4 separate regions of the Mus musculus genome follow, and all the other regions are linked to region 2. Evidence: chromatin contacts called from public HiChIP or PLAC-seq and promoter capture Hi-C data. All regions are on one chromosome and are shown on one strand. Each heading gives the region's core, a stretch centred on a gene start, on an enhancer-like site or on the middle of the called end of the contact. The rest is flanking DNA. Distances are from core to core; before and after follow the strand shown.

What was found. Promoter capture Hi-C pulls out the DNA fragments that hold promoters and counts their contacts. HiChIP or PLAC-seq counts read pairs in DNA pulled down with a chosen protein or histone mark. Capture Hi-C pulls out chosen DNA fragments and counts their contacts.
Region 1: a contact with region 2 is called in an H3K4me3 HiChIP or PLAC-seq map of bone marrow-derived macrophages, with 2.6 times the contacts expected there. The contact joins the enhancer-like site here to the promoter of Nos1ap in region 2. A contact is called at or near these places in 2 of 39 promoter capture datasets (cranial neural crest and second pharyngeal arch cranial neural crest), 4 of 115 datasets of contacts at active chromatin or transcription factors (bone marrow-derived macrophages, embryonic forebrain, forebrain and 1 more) and 1 of 9 other capture datasets (adipose tissue).
Region 3: a promoter capture Hi-C map of stem cell-derived epiblast-like cells shows a contact between it and region 2, with 5 times the contacts expected there. The contact joins the promoter of Sh2d1b1 here to the promoter of Nos1ap in region 2. A contact is called at or near these places in 19 of 39 promoter capture datasets (the 3T3-L1 cell line, 3T3-L1-derived adipocytes, the C10 cell line and 14 more), 3 of 484 Hi-C or Micro-C datasets (bone marrow-derived macrophages, growing oocytes and neural stem cells), 18 of 115 datasets of contacts at active chromatin or transcription factors (the HPC-7 cell line, SST interneurons, bone marrow-derived macrophages and 12 more) and 4 of 9 other capture datasets (adipose tissue, liver, macrophages and 1 more).
Region 4: a promoter capture Hi-C map of liver shows a contact between it and region 2. The contact joins the promoter of Dusp12 here to the promoter of Nos1ap in region 2. A contact is called at or near these places in 3 of 39 promoter capture datasets (the SN4741 cell line, cranial neural crest and neutrophils) and 1 of 9 other capture datasets (liver).

Annotation. Positions count from the first base shown.
Region 1 is chr1:170,844,546-170,847,451 of GRCm38.p6, reverse strand. The region is part of intron 4 of Atf6 (activating transcription factor 6); the gene reads left to right. Among named protein-coding and RNA genes, the nearest start is that of Gm29733, 5.0 kb to the left of the region's middle. Within about 2 kb of position 1,516, at least 100 of the 459 cell types and tissues checked have an H3K27ac peak or open chromatin away from gene starts, as enhancers often do. A contact at or near this core is called in adipose tissue and bone marrow-derived macrophages, where this site is marked.
Region 2 is chr1:170,588,352-170,591,278 of GRCm38.p6, reverse strand. Nos1ap (nitric oxide synthase 1 (neuronal) adaptor protein) reads left to right here and starts at 1,430. Exons shown (of 10, transcript NM_001109985.2): 1 at 1,430-2,019. The coding sequence starts at 1,915.
Region 3 is chr1:170,275,928-170,278,849 of GRCm38.p6, reverse strand. It overlaps Sh2d1b1 (SH2 domain containing 1B1), which reads right to left and starts at 1,532. Exons shown (of 4, transcript NM_012009.5): 1 at 1,341-1,532. The coding sequence starts at 1,474.
Region 4 is chr1:170,884,111-170,887,199 of GRCm38.p6, reverse strand. It overlaps Dusp12 (dual specificity phosphatase 12), which reads left to right and starts at 1,660. Exons shown (of 6, transcript NM_023173.2): 1 at 1,660-2,133. The coding sequence starts at 1,793.

The DNA of each region.
Region 1 (2,906 bases), core at 267-2,766, 260 kb before region 2:
TTAAAGGTAGTCTTACTGTGTTGCCCAGGCTGGGCTTCAGTGCAGGAATGTGCCACTGTGTCTGGCCTGGGTTGTTTCCTTCCTTCCTTCCTTCCTTCCTTCCTTCCTTCCTTCCTTCCTTCCTTCCTTCCTTCCTTCCTTCCTTCCCTCCCTCCCTCCCTCCCTCCCTCCCTCCCTCCCTCCCTCCCTCCCTCCCTCCCTCCCTCCCTCCCTCCCTCTCTCTCTCTCTCTCTCTCTCTCTCTCTCTCTCTTTCTTTCTTTCTTTCTTTCTTTCTTTCTTTCTTTCTTTCTTTCTTTCTTTCTTTCTTTCTTTCTTTCTTTCAGCAGGATTTCACTGTGTAGCTCTGGCTGGCCTGGAACTTATTATGGAGACTAGGTTGGCCTTGAACTTGTAGAGATCCTTCTGTCTCTGCCTTCTAGGTGTAGAGATTAAAATAATAACCAGCACGCCTAGCCTGGTTATTCTTCTTCTTCTTTATATTTATATAAGGTGCACATATATTTATTTTATTATTATTGTTCTTACTAGTTCTGTTATTGTTGCTGCTGCTCTTCCTCCACTTCCTCTTATCCATGTCCTTATCCTTTTTCCTGCCTTTTACCTCTCTTCCTCCTTTCCTTCTATTCTTCCTCCTCCTGTTACTCAAAAGCTTATCACTCAGAAAGACATTCTCTAATTTTTTATTGTTTTTTGTTTTTGTTTTGTTTGTTTGTTTGTTTTTTCGAGACAGGGTTTCTCTGTAGCCCTGGCTATCTTGGAACTCACTCTATAGACCAGGCTGGCCTTGAACTCAGAAATCTGCCTACCTCTGCCTCCCAAGTGCTGGGACTAAAGGCATGCGCTACCACCGCCTGGCTAATTTTTTATTCTTGTTCTCTTGCTTACACTGCCTTTTTATTTGGAATGATCTTAAATTTGCAAATATATTGTGGAGATTTTTGTCTGAGCCATTTGAGGGTCAGTTGGCCACTGAATTCCAAATTCTATAATGTCTACCTCCTATGAACAAGAATGTTTTTTTTAACAACAATACAGCCACCAAAACCAGGAACTAAACATTGATATATAACAATAATCTCATCTGTAGCCCTGTAGGCATATTTGTTTTAGCTATTTTATTTGGTTTTTATGTACCTCTTTCTCCCTTCCAGCCCTTATTCCTTCCAACCCCCCATCACCAGGTAGTAGAGAAGGAAGGGTGGAGGAGAAAGGAGGCTAGGTCTCTTTAAACTACTTCCTGCTGACTAAAGCAAGTCTAATCTTCCGCTACCGGGAAGTCCAGCTTCTTCTGGTCTCTTTCCTCTCAACCATCAGCAGCAGGAGCAGGACCCAGCAGGGGGTACAGCCGAACAGCCAGGCTTCTTCCTTAGTGTTCCCCTGCCCCTCAGAGTTCCCTCAGCCCCCTCTGGCATTTGGCTTTTTTTTTTTTTTCTCTCGCTCAAGAGTTCCCAGAATTAAGCTATCTGCACTGGGCACAGATCCTGCCCCTGCTGGAGCACGAGGCAGTCAGTCTGCTGCTGTGGATAAGCTGAAGGAGGCCACACCAGGGATTAAAACAGAAACATGTCTCCGTAGCATAACTGAGGTTAAAAGAAACCAAAACTCGCACTACCCAGTCCCGGTTTAGATTGTGCAATTTCCCATGTAGCTCCCCTTAGATTCAGACCAGCAAAAGCATCAGGTTATGTTGCATGTGGTTGTCTTTCTGCTTTAATTTTCTTTATTCTGGAACAATTCTTCCTTCTTGACTTCGTGCTTTAATGACCTTATCATTTGGAGTGCCAGACGTTTCCTCAGGATTGGAGTCAGCTTTAGTGTCTATGGCAGGAATGCCACAGAAGTGGTTTTGTGTCTGTCTTTTGTTTGTTTGTTTTAGCCTCTCTCTCTCTGTCTCTCTGTCTCTCTCTTTCTCTCTCTTGGTTTTTGAGACAGGGTTTCTCTGTATAGCTTTAGCTGTTTGGCTGTCTTGGAACTTGCTCTGTTTACCAGGTTGGCTTGCAGCTCATATAGATCACCCACCTCTGCCTCCTAAGTCCTAGGATTAAAGTAGTAAGGATGTCACCACTACCAGATCTGTTTTTGCCTTTTGAGATAGGATCTCACCTAGTTCGAACTGGTTTAAAGTTGCTATGTAATGGAAAATGGCCTTCAACTCCTGATTCTCCTGCTTTCACCTCCCAAGAACTGAGGTTACAGGTGCAGGCCACCCACACTCCACCTTGTCATTTATTTTTGATGATAAGATTCAGTTTGATGACAGTTTGAGGTGGTCCTGTTACTGGTGATGTTCACCTCAGTCAGCTGACAGCATCTGCTAGGCTCTCAGCCAAGAAGCTGCTCTTTTCTCCCTTTGCTAGTTGCCAGTATTTTGTGAAGAAGGTACTTTTAAACCGTGGAAAAGTACTGCTCTTAAAATAATAAGCTGGGCGTGGTGGCGCACGCCTTTAATCCCAGCACTCGGGAGGCAGAGGCAGGCAGATTTCTGAGTTTGAGGCCAGCCTGGTCTACAAAGTGAGTTCCAGGACAGCCAGGGCTATACAGGGAAACCCTGTCTCGAAAAACCAAAAATAAAAAAATAAAAAAAAAAATGAACATTTACTTTTTTATTTTGTGTGTCTTATGTATGGTTGTTCATGATGGCTCACAGTGAGTGTGTGAAAGTCAGACTCTTTCTACCACATGGGTTCCGGGGGTTGAACTCAGTGCCTTTACTCGCTAATCTGTTCTCCTGCCCGAATGTGCGGGTCTTTGTCAAGCTATCCATCACCCAGATACTTGTTAACATTAGTGTTGACTTACTGTTTCCCATTGGGTTTAGACTGTAACCATTGCTGTGATTATTTATTCTGGTGTTTGTGTTGTCTCGTATTTAGCCACCAGGAGTCGCTGTCTATGGCTCCTGTGA
Region 2 (2,927 bases), core at 181-2,680:
TGTTGTGTGACAAACCTTTCTTGGGAAGACAGCAAACATCTATTCATCCCAGTAGGAAACTCACTGCAGACCAAAGTACGGATACCACCAAAGTTCCACTTGGTTATGGGTTTTACTGCAGTTACTTACAGGACAATGGGTGAGAGGCTACCTACAGGACCAGAAATGTCTCAAAGACAGCTGCATCATCAAGGCCCAGACCAGTATTGGTGACAGCGCACAAAAGCTGGGGACCTGGAGTACACTTCGAAGCCCACAGGCAGCTCAACAGGTTGGAGAGTGTCCTTTCCAAGTGACTCTGATCTGATCTAAACCTCTTCCTGGCAGCTTAGCTGGTTTCTGCTGCTTCTAGGTCTGGTCTGAGTCTTTGCAGTTTATCTCCTCCGAGAGACTGCTTTTGCAGCTCAGCTTCAAGTTACTTGAGCCTCTCTGATTTTCTTGTTTATACTCTGGCAGGGAGGGGCCTGGTGGATCTGGCCAGTTTCAGGGACTTCCTGAAACTTCTTGGAGTTGTTTACCTTCCAGTTTAAAGACCTTCCCTGCTGGACGCTGGACAGAATGTTTCAATTTCAAAGGAAACTGTTACACAACCCTGTATCTATGAGGTTTACACACTCAGGTCTCAAATCCTGCTTTGGCACGTTCCTTCTTGCTTCAATAAGAAGCCTCACAGAATTCTGGAAACGTTCTCTTTCTTCCTTTTCTTTTCTTTTCTTTTCTTTTCTTTTCTTTTCTTTTCTTTTCTTTTCTTTTCTTTTCTTTTCTTTTCTTTTCTTTTCTTTTCTTTTCTTTTCTTTTCTTTTCTTTTCTTTTCTTTTCTTTTCCTTCCTATTTCTTTTCTCCTTTCTTTCTTATCACCAGCCAGTTAAAAAACTTTAATAAATGACATAAGAACATTCTGCAATTTCTTGTCCCTAGTGCAGCCTACTCCAGTTCTACGAGGCTGACGACTTTTATATATTTAAATTCTTCGCAAAGAAACCCTGCTGAGCCCCCAAATGCAAGCCACACACCCAAAGGGACAAAAAGCACTGGAGACAGCCCTCTTATTTGGTTTTCGCCTTGATTCTGAGGAGAAGCGGGGATCTCTGAATTAATGCTGTCCAGACCGAGGGTATCTGGGATAGATCTCTGGCCTTCTTGGGAAAACAAAACCCAATATTAACACCGCTTCTCTCGGGCTCCCCAAACAAAACCAAAACAAACACACACATGCAAGGCGATGCCGTTTCGCCACTACTAGTTAAGCGGACTGCGCCTGGATCGCCACGCTCCTGCGGTCTGGCCAGGGCGAAGTTCCCGGGTCTCGGCTCAGCGCTGCGGGGACTTTCACCTGCTGGGCGCGCGCGGGGCGCGGGGCGCGGGGCGGACCCGGCGGCGGCGGGCGGGGCTCTAGCGCGCGGGAGGAGTCGGTCCAGGCCCGCCCCGCAGGAGGAGCCGCGGGCTGGCAGCCGATCCGGCGTCTCCGTGACAGGCACCCTGCTCCGCCGCCACCGCCACCACCGCCGCCGCTGCCTTTCTTCCTCGTCCCGGGCCGTGCGCGCCGAGCTCGGGATCGGACTCCCGGTCTAGTCCCGCTTCTGGCCGTGCGCCCTTCGCTCGGCGTCCCGGTCCGGGGCTCCGCGCCGCTCGCTCCCGCCTGCCCGGCCGCCTGGCCGCCTCCCCGTAGTCAGAGCGCGGCCACCGAGCTGCTCGCGCCAGCCGCATCCGCGCCGCCCCTGCCGCTCGGCCCTCGGGAGGCTCGGCTCCCGGTTCACCCCTGCCACCTCCTGGCACCCAGGCTGCCCACCTCACGACCCGGGTCCTCGCCGCCGCCTCGCCCGGCCCCACTGTTCTCTGCACAGGGTCTCGCCAGCTCTTTCTCGTCGCCGCCACCGCCGCCCCCTTGGAGCAGCGGGTCCGCCGCGGGTCACCATGCCCAGCAAAACCAAGTACAACCTTGTGGACGATGGGCACGATCTACGGATCCCTTTGCACAACGAGGACGCCTTCCAGCACGGCATCTCTTTTGAGGCCAAGGTGAGGGGCCACCGGGAGGGCAGTGCCCTGAGAGGGCAGGTCTGGGGGAATGGGGTGCCAGCGGTCCTGGACTCAGAGCAGGTGGGCTAGGCCTTTCTCAGCTCTTGCCCAGAACAGCTAAAAATGAGCACCTGCAAAGTTTGAGGTGTACTGCCTCTTCCCCGTCTCCTACCTGCAGACACCCCATCCTCGCCCGCCAAGGCTGGATTGAGTTACTTCCCGGAGAAGGCTGAGCAGCGCAGCCTGCATGTCTGGCTCTTTAGAAAGCTTTAAGGAAGCGCTGGTGTTATTTACCTGCTGGCCTCCCATGAGAGAGGTGCTTTTGGAGGTGTTTTAAAAGGAGAATGCTTGTTTCCTGACCGGTTTTTAAAAAAGTTATATATATATGTGTATATTTCACACACACACACACACACACACACACACACACACACACACACACACACACACTCATTCCAAGTAGTTGAGTGTAGGTGTTAAAAGTTACTTCCCAAATGTCTGCTTTTGGACACTTTAGCATGTGTCAGTCATTGGTGTAGTAGTGGGGTGAAACCTGTTTTCTAGTTTTGTGGTGCACTGTTAAATCTCAGCAGTTGCTGATGAAGAATTTAGCCCAGACTGGAATTTGCAGGGTCAAGGCCAAAGCCACCCTTGGGGGAGGGGTGGAGTGGAAACCTCGCTGGACCAGTGGTTGTGTATAAGACAGGCAACCCGGTGACCTGACCATGAGGCACCTCTCTGTGTAAGGAGTTCTGGCTTCTAAGACTGCAGTGGAGTTTCCCGGAATGGTGCTTTTCAGTGGAAAAGGCTTCTGCTCGTGACTGATGCCCAGTCCTACCTATAACTTAAGGAAAGAAACGCGCAGGGATGCTCAGCATGCACAGTGTGCTTGTTACTGAGTGGAATTT
Region 3 (2,922 bases), core at 283-2,782, 310 kb after region 2:
TTCAGGACAGCATTTGAAATGTAAATGAAGAAAATATCTAATAAAAAAATTGAAAAATAGCTTCTTTCAGTGTTTACTACTGTAGGAGAAAGTCATTTCACTGTGACGCCCTAGAGGAAAAAGCTGGGCTATTTCAGAGTCATGCGTTCATCATTACCAAGACAGTATGAAGTACTCTGAACGGTGACAGTCAGAAGCAACATTCTCCTAGTGACCTTTTCCTGCTCACTTCATAGAGTTACTGTTGGGATTCAGACTCAGGAAAATCCAGCTGAGGTGTATATTTCACATATCAAGCAGACCTGGCCTCCAGGTTCTCCCAGCATCCCCCAGTCCCTTCCTAAGAACTTTCCAGCCACGGGGCTGGGCATCCCCTCCCCCAGAAGAAGCTCCTTCCCATGTAATGAACACATTTTGTTCTCCCTCCCTCTCTTCCTCCCTTTCTCCCTCCTCCTCCCTTCTCTATCCTCCCCCTCTTTCTCTCTTCTCCCCTCCCTCTCTCTCCCCCCCTCTTTCTCTCTTCTTCTCTGTCTCTATCTCTGCACATGCATGCCCATTCTCTCTCTCTTTCTCTCTTTTTCTCTTTCTTTTACTTCCTCCTCTCTTCTCTCTCTTTCTTCATGGAGACTTCCCTGACCCTAATTCCTTGGGACCAGTGGTTTCCCATACTTCCCATACTGAATTCATACTGTATTCTGAGTTAAGGCCAATCTCCCCCCCCACACACACACACACACTCTGAAGTCACCATTGCATCAATCTCTACACCTGTGAAGAGGACCCTGAATAAAGTCTTCCTCCATGTCTGTAACAGGCATGATAAAGGGTTTGGTGTTGCTCAATTTCTTCATCTATAAAATGACAATGGATCCTGCTTGTCTCATAAGAGCACAAAATAAAGGATAAAAAGAAATGAGGAAATGCAGTTTGGTAAAGCCCTTTATCAACCTGAAAGCATATGAAATCTTAGCATTTTAAATACTGCAAGTGAATGCAGCCAACCAACCTTTCATGCAATAGTAAAGCCCCCCCCGCCCCCGCCCCCGACCTTCTCCACATCACATAAAGAGGCACGCAGAGAAAATGCTGCTATGTCCGTTCTTTCTCCCCATCACCTTCTCTCCTTCCTTCCTTGTCTACCCTCTTCTGTTGTCTCAGACTCTGCTCATGTGGCATGCACAATTGAGAGAGGAAGGCCGGCAGAAGAGCTGGGCAGGGACATCCTTCTGTCCTCTCCTGGCAGTGCCTGGCCCATTCCTATTCCAAAATAGAATGAGATACAACTCCCTGAACATATGGCTGCCATCAGGGTTCGCCTGCATGAAGATGAGGATACTCACGAGACACAGAGGCACAGGGCTCCTGGCACAGACTCGCTGTCTCTTATCAGAAAGTTGCCATCCACACCTCCCTTGAGGAGCAGGGCTTCACACTCTCGCTTGGTCAGGCAGCCATGGTAGTAAGGCAGATCCATGGAGGGTTGTTATGTTTAAACCGCCCTGTCACCCTGAGATCAGTCCCAGGCCAAGGAGGTGCTGTGAAGAGGGAAGTGAAGAGGAGTGGAAGGTCTGTTCCTCCACTGTGGTCTAAACAAATGAGGTTGCTCTGTAGGGTTCAGTTTTACAAGACACAGGAAATGAGAAGGGAGGGAAATGGAGTGACCACGATACTTCAGCCTAGGGGTGGGTGGCTCAAATATGACTCACACAAGTGGGTGAGTATACCTTCTACCTGAGTCAGTGCTGTTTGTGGCTGGAGCAGCAGCACTAAAATCAAGCTCCCTAGGGACAGGTTACAGAATATCACCCCTTCTGGCTTCTGGCTTCCTAGGGGCCAAACCACTAACCCTGCTGCACTAGGTATCCATTTCTGTTTGGGCTTTTTCTGATCATGCTCTGCATTAATGGCCATCTATTCAAAAGTAAGCTTCCCTAATGAAGGTTGAGAAATGCCCTGCTCTGTGGATAGAATTGTGATAAGTCATTAAGGAGTTGGTTTAATACCATGTCCATTTAACAAAATAATAGTAGCAGGTTCTCCCCTAAGTACAAGGACCTCTCTAGCCATGGGTTCTTGGCTCCAATAATACTGTCAAGATTGAATCTCTTTTTTTGGGTGCATCCATCATAGAAGACTACTTGGATAAGTGTTTAAGCCAATAGAAAGTATTGCCAGGCAGTGGTGGTGCATGCCTTTAATCACAGCACGTGGGAGGCAGAGGCAGGCAGATTTCTGAGTTCGAGGCCAGCCTGGTCTACAGAGTGAGTTCCAGGACAGCCAGGGCTACACAGAGAAACCCTGTCTCAAGAAACCAAAAACCAAAAATCAAAAGAAAGAAAGAAAGAAAGAAAGAAAGAAAGAAAGAAAGAAAGAAAGAAAGAAAGAAAGAAAGAAAGAAAGAAAGAAGGGAGGGAGGGAGGGAGGGAGGGAGGGAGGGAGGGAGGGAGGGAGGGAGGGAGGGAGGGAGGGAGGGAGGGAGGAAGCAAGGGGGGAGGGAGGGAGTGGGAGGGAGGGAGGGAGGGAGGAGTTAAGGAAGGAAGGAAGGAAGGAAGGAAGGAAGGAAGGAAGGAAGGAAGGAAGGAAGGAAGGAAGGAAGGAAGGAAGGAAGGAAAGAATTTGTTACCTAGCCAGAAAATACACTGGGTGTTTGGGATCCCAGTGTATCCCTGAGCATTTTGGGGGGTGTGACTTTTTAAGAACAAAACCACATCCTGAGTTAACACACTTTAGAAAGAACAGTTAGCTTGAAGCAGACATACAAAGTGCAGAAGGCAAGGTTAGTACCTTTAGAGACTTTACCAGATCTATGGACTTTAAAGGATTAGGTCTTTATTCTGTATTGGCCAAGTGGTTCTTAACCTGTGTGTCATGGGTCATACATCAGATATTTGCATTCTGATTCATAATAGTAGCAAAGTTATA
Region 4 (3,089 bases), core at 411-2,910, 300 kb before region 2:
CTAAAATTATATCTGATTATTAAGCTCTTTTATAACAGGACTGCTGTTAGGTCCTTTTCTGATAGTCAAAGCTGCAATGAGAAATCTGTCATTCTCCCAAGTATCACCAGTTAATTGCTCTTAGATGGTAACCAGACCTTCTCCTACTCAGAGCACATTCCAAGAGGTTGTAAAACAATTAACCAAAGGTCATTAAAAGGCAACTAACAATTTATTGTAGGTGCTAGGACAGAAGATAAAATACCAACTGGGCTTATCTATACAAACCTTCACTTTATAACTTATGGATTTAAACCTTCAGTGAACCTGTGGAGCTGAGACAGGTGATCGATGTTTAGCTAGATAATCACTCCTAATGGATATGCATGTAAACATTCTCTGCTGTAAACTTCTATTTCAATTTATGATTTGATTTTTTGTGTGAACTTGTGATGAACTTGTAACATGTGATCATGTATTCTGGAAGACGTATAAGTACCAAGGACAAAGAGACACGAAAGAATCATAGAGAACTAAGATCAATGGAGAGCTAAGATCAATAGAGGAGACTTTTTTGCCTTTCCCCACTTAGACTAGATTCTTTTCCCTTTCCCCACTTAGAGAATTTTTCCCTTTACCCACTCAGGATCTTTCTGCTTTTCCCCTTAGATAGCTTTCATAGGAAACTTTTTACAACTTGGTAATAAACTCTATAATTATTTATCTAAGTGTCTTCTCTTCCTGAGACCGGACTAGCAGGCTGAAAGTTAGAGCCCAGCAGTTCCTGCTGAGATAGACATATCTATCTATCTCTCTTGTGGCTTGAAGAAGAGGTGCTAGTTGCCAGAAACTGTAGTTTCTGGCCTCAGAGGATCACAGAAGGCAGATCAGCTACAACAGCACGGTAACTTAGGCTTAGATAAGTAAACGCTTTATTATACAGCATCCCTAAATATCTCAACAAAGTCCTACCCTCCGCCTAAGCTCTTCCCTCTCTACCCCAAAAGCCTCAAGAAGAACATCCCACTCCAGAGCTGCCCCCATCTCTCCCTCTCCCTCCCTCCCTCACTTCTCTTTCTGCCGCCACCTCCCTCCCATCCCCCAATAAAATTCTTACACGTGGAACTGTTTGGGCCCAGTGTACTGTGTTCAGACTCGAGCCTCTATTTTAACACATCAGTTATCACAGCTAATATCCACATATAAGCTTATACATACCAGATTTGTCTTTCAGGGTCTGGGTTACCTCACTCAGAATGATTTTTTTTTCCCGAGTTTCATCCATTTATCTGCAAATTTTATTTTTTTTTTTTAAAATGGCTGAGTAATACCTTATTGTGTGAATGTACCACATTTTCTTTATTCAGTCTTCTGTTGTACATCTAGGTTGTTTCCAATTTCTGGCTATTATGAGGCATCAATAGGCAACATGGTTGGGCAAATGTCTCAAATGGTAGGAAGAGTGGCTTTGCTGGATCTTGAGATAGATTCCCATTTTCCTGAGGAACCTCCAAGCTGATTTCCATAGTGACTGTACAAGTTTGTGGTCCTACCAGCAACGGATGAATGGAGACTTTATTTTTCTGCCTTGGACTTTAGAAGGTTGGGTGGAAAAGCTGCTCTAAATGGAGCTTATTTAAGCACACAGCCCGAGCACGGCTCACATCACCTTCCCCAGAAGCAGTCATTTTCCCTATTGCCATGGTCCTCCCACGGCGCTGCTGAGCGGCTGGAGCTATTCCGACACAGGAGTCAGTCACTCTAGCCGGTGACTTGGTGGCGGGCAGCGGCTGCCTGGCTTCCTGGCTCTGCCATGTTGGAAGCGCAGGGTTCTAACCATGGCTGCGAGCGCCAGGCTCCGACTGCCAGTCCCGCCAGCTCGGCAGGGCACGCCGTGGAAGTGCGGCCCGGGCTGTATCTGGGTGGGGCAGCGGCAGTGGCGGAACCGGGCCATCTGAGGGAGGCGGGCATCACCGCCGTGCTGACGGTGGACTCTGAACCGGCTTTCCCGGCTGGGGCTGGGTTCGAAGGTCTCCGGAGCCTCTTCGTGCCGGCGCTGGACAAACCCGAGACCGACCTGCTCAGCCACCTGGATCGCTGCGTGGCCTTCATCGGCCAGGCTCGCTCCGAAGGCCGCGCGGTGTTGGTGCACTGGTGAGTGCCACGTGCAGGGGGGCGGTGCCTTGCACCGGGTCTCGCCTCTCTGCAGAGGCGCCCAAAAGTGGAGGTTCCAGGCTGTCAGAGCCAAGACCCTCGTTCCTCATCTTCCCTTGGGGTGTGTGGTTCCAATGAGGGTTCCAAAACCCGCCCTTGGTTAGTGTTTTGTTTGATTTCATCTTGCAGCAACTGTCTGTCTGTCTGTGCATCCATCTATCCGTCCATTCGTCCATCGTTCTATCTGCTTGTCTATATTTTGGGGGTTAGGTTAAAGTTTATCAGATTTGTAAGAGAAGTCAGACACTCAAGCCGGCGAATGTAATACAGGTCAGATGTATTGGGGTGAAAATACGTGATACTTCCTCGCCCTAAAGGCCACTGTGATTAACAAGGGAAAAACATGTGACTTTTTGTTTTTTGAGACTGGGTCTTACTGTATAGATCTGGCAGGCCTGGAACTCGCTATGTAGAGCAGGCTGGCTTCAAAAAGCACAGATGTCCACCTGCTTCTGTCCAGAGGGCTGCACACCTTGAGTGTGAAACCATGCTGGAGGATTTTTAATCAAAGTTATACGTGACGGGCAAGTTTAGAGAAACATTCACGGACCAAAGGAAAACTGTACTGACTGGTTTTGTGAGTCAACTTGATACAGGCTGGAGTTATCACAGAGAAAGGAGCTTCAGTTGGGGAAGTGCCTCCATGAGATCCAGCTGTGGGGCATTTTCTCAATTAGTGATCAAGGTCCCACCCACCTGGGCTGGTAGTCTTGGGTTCTATAAGAAAGCAAGCCAGGGAAAGCAAGCCAGTAAGGAACATCCCTCCATGGCCTCTGCATCAGCTCCTGCTTCCTGACCTGCTTGGGTTCCAGTCCCGACTTCCTTGGTGATGAACAGCAGCATGGAAGTGTAAGCTGAATAAACCCTTTCCTCCCCAACTTGCTTCTTGGTCATGA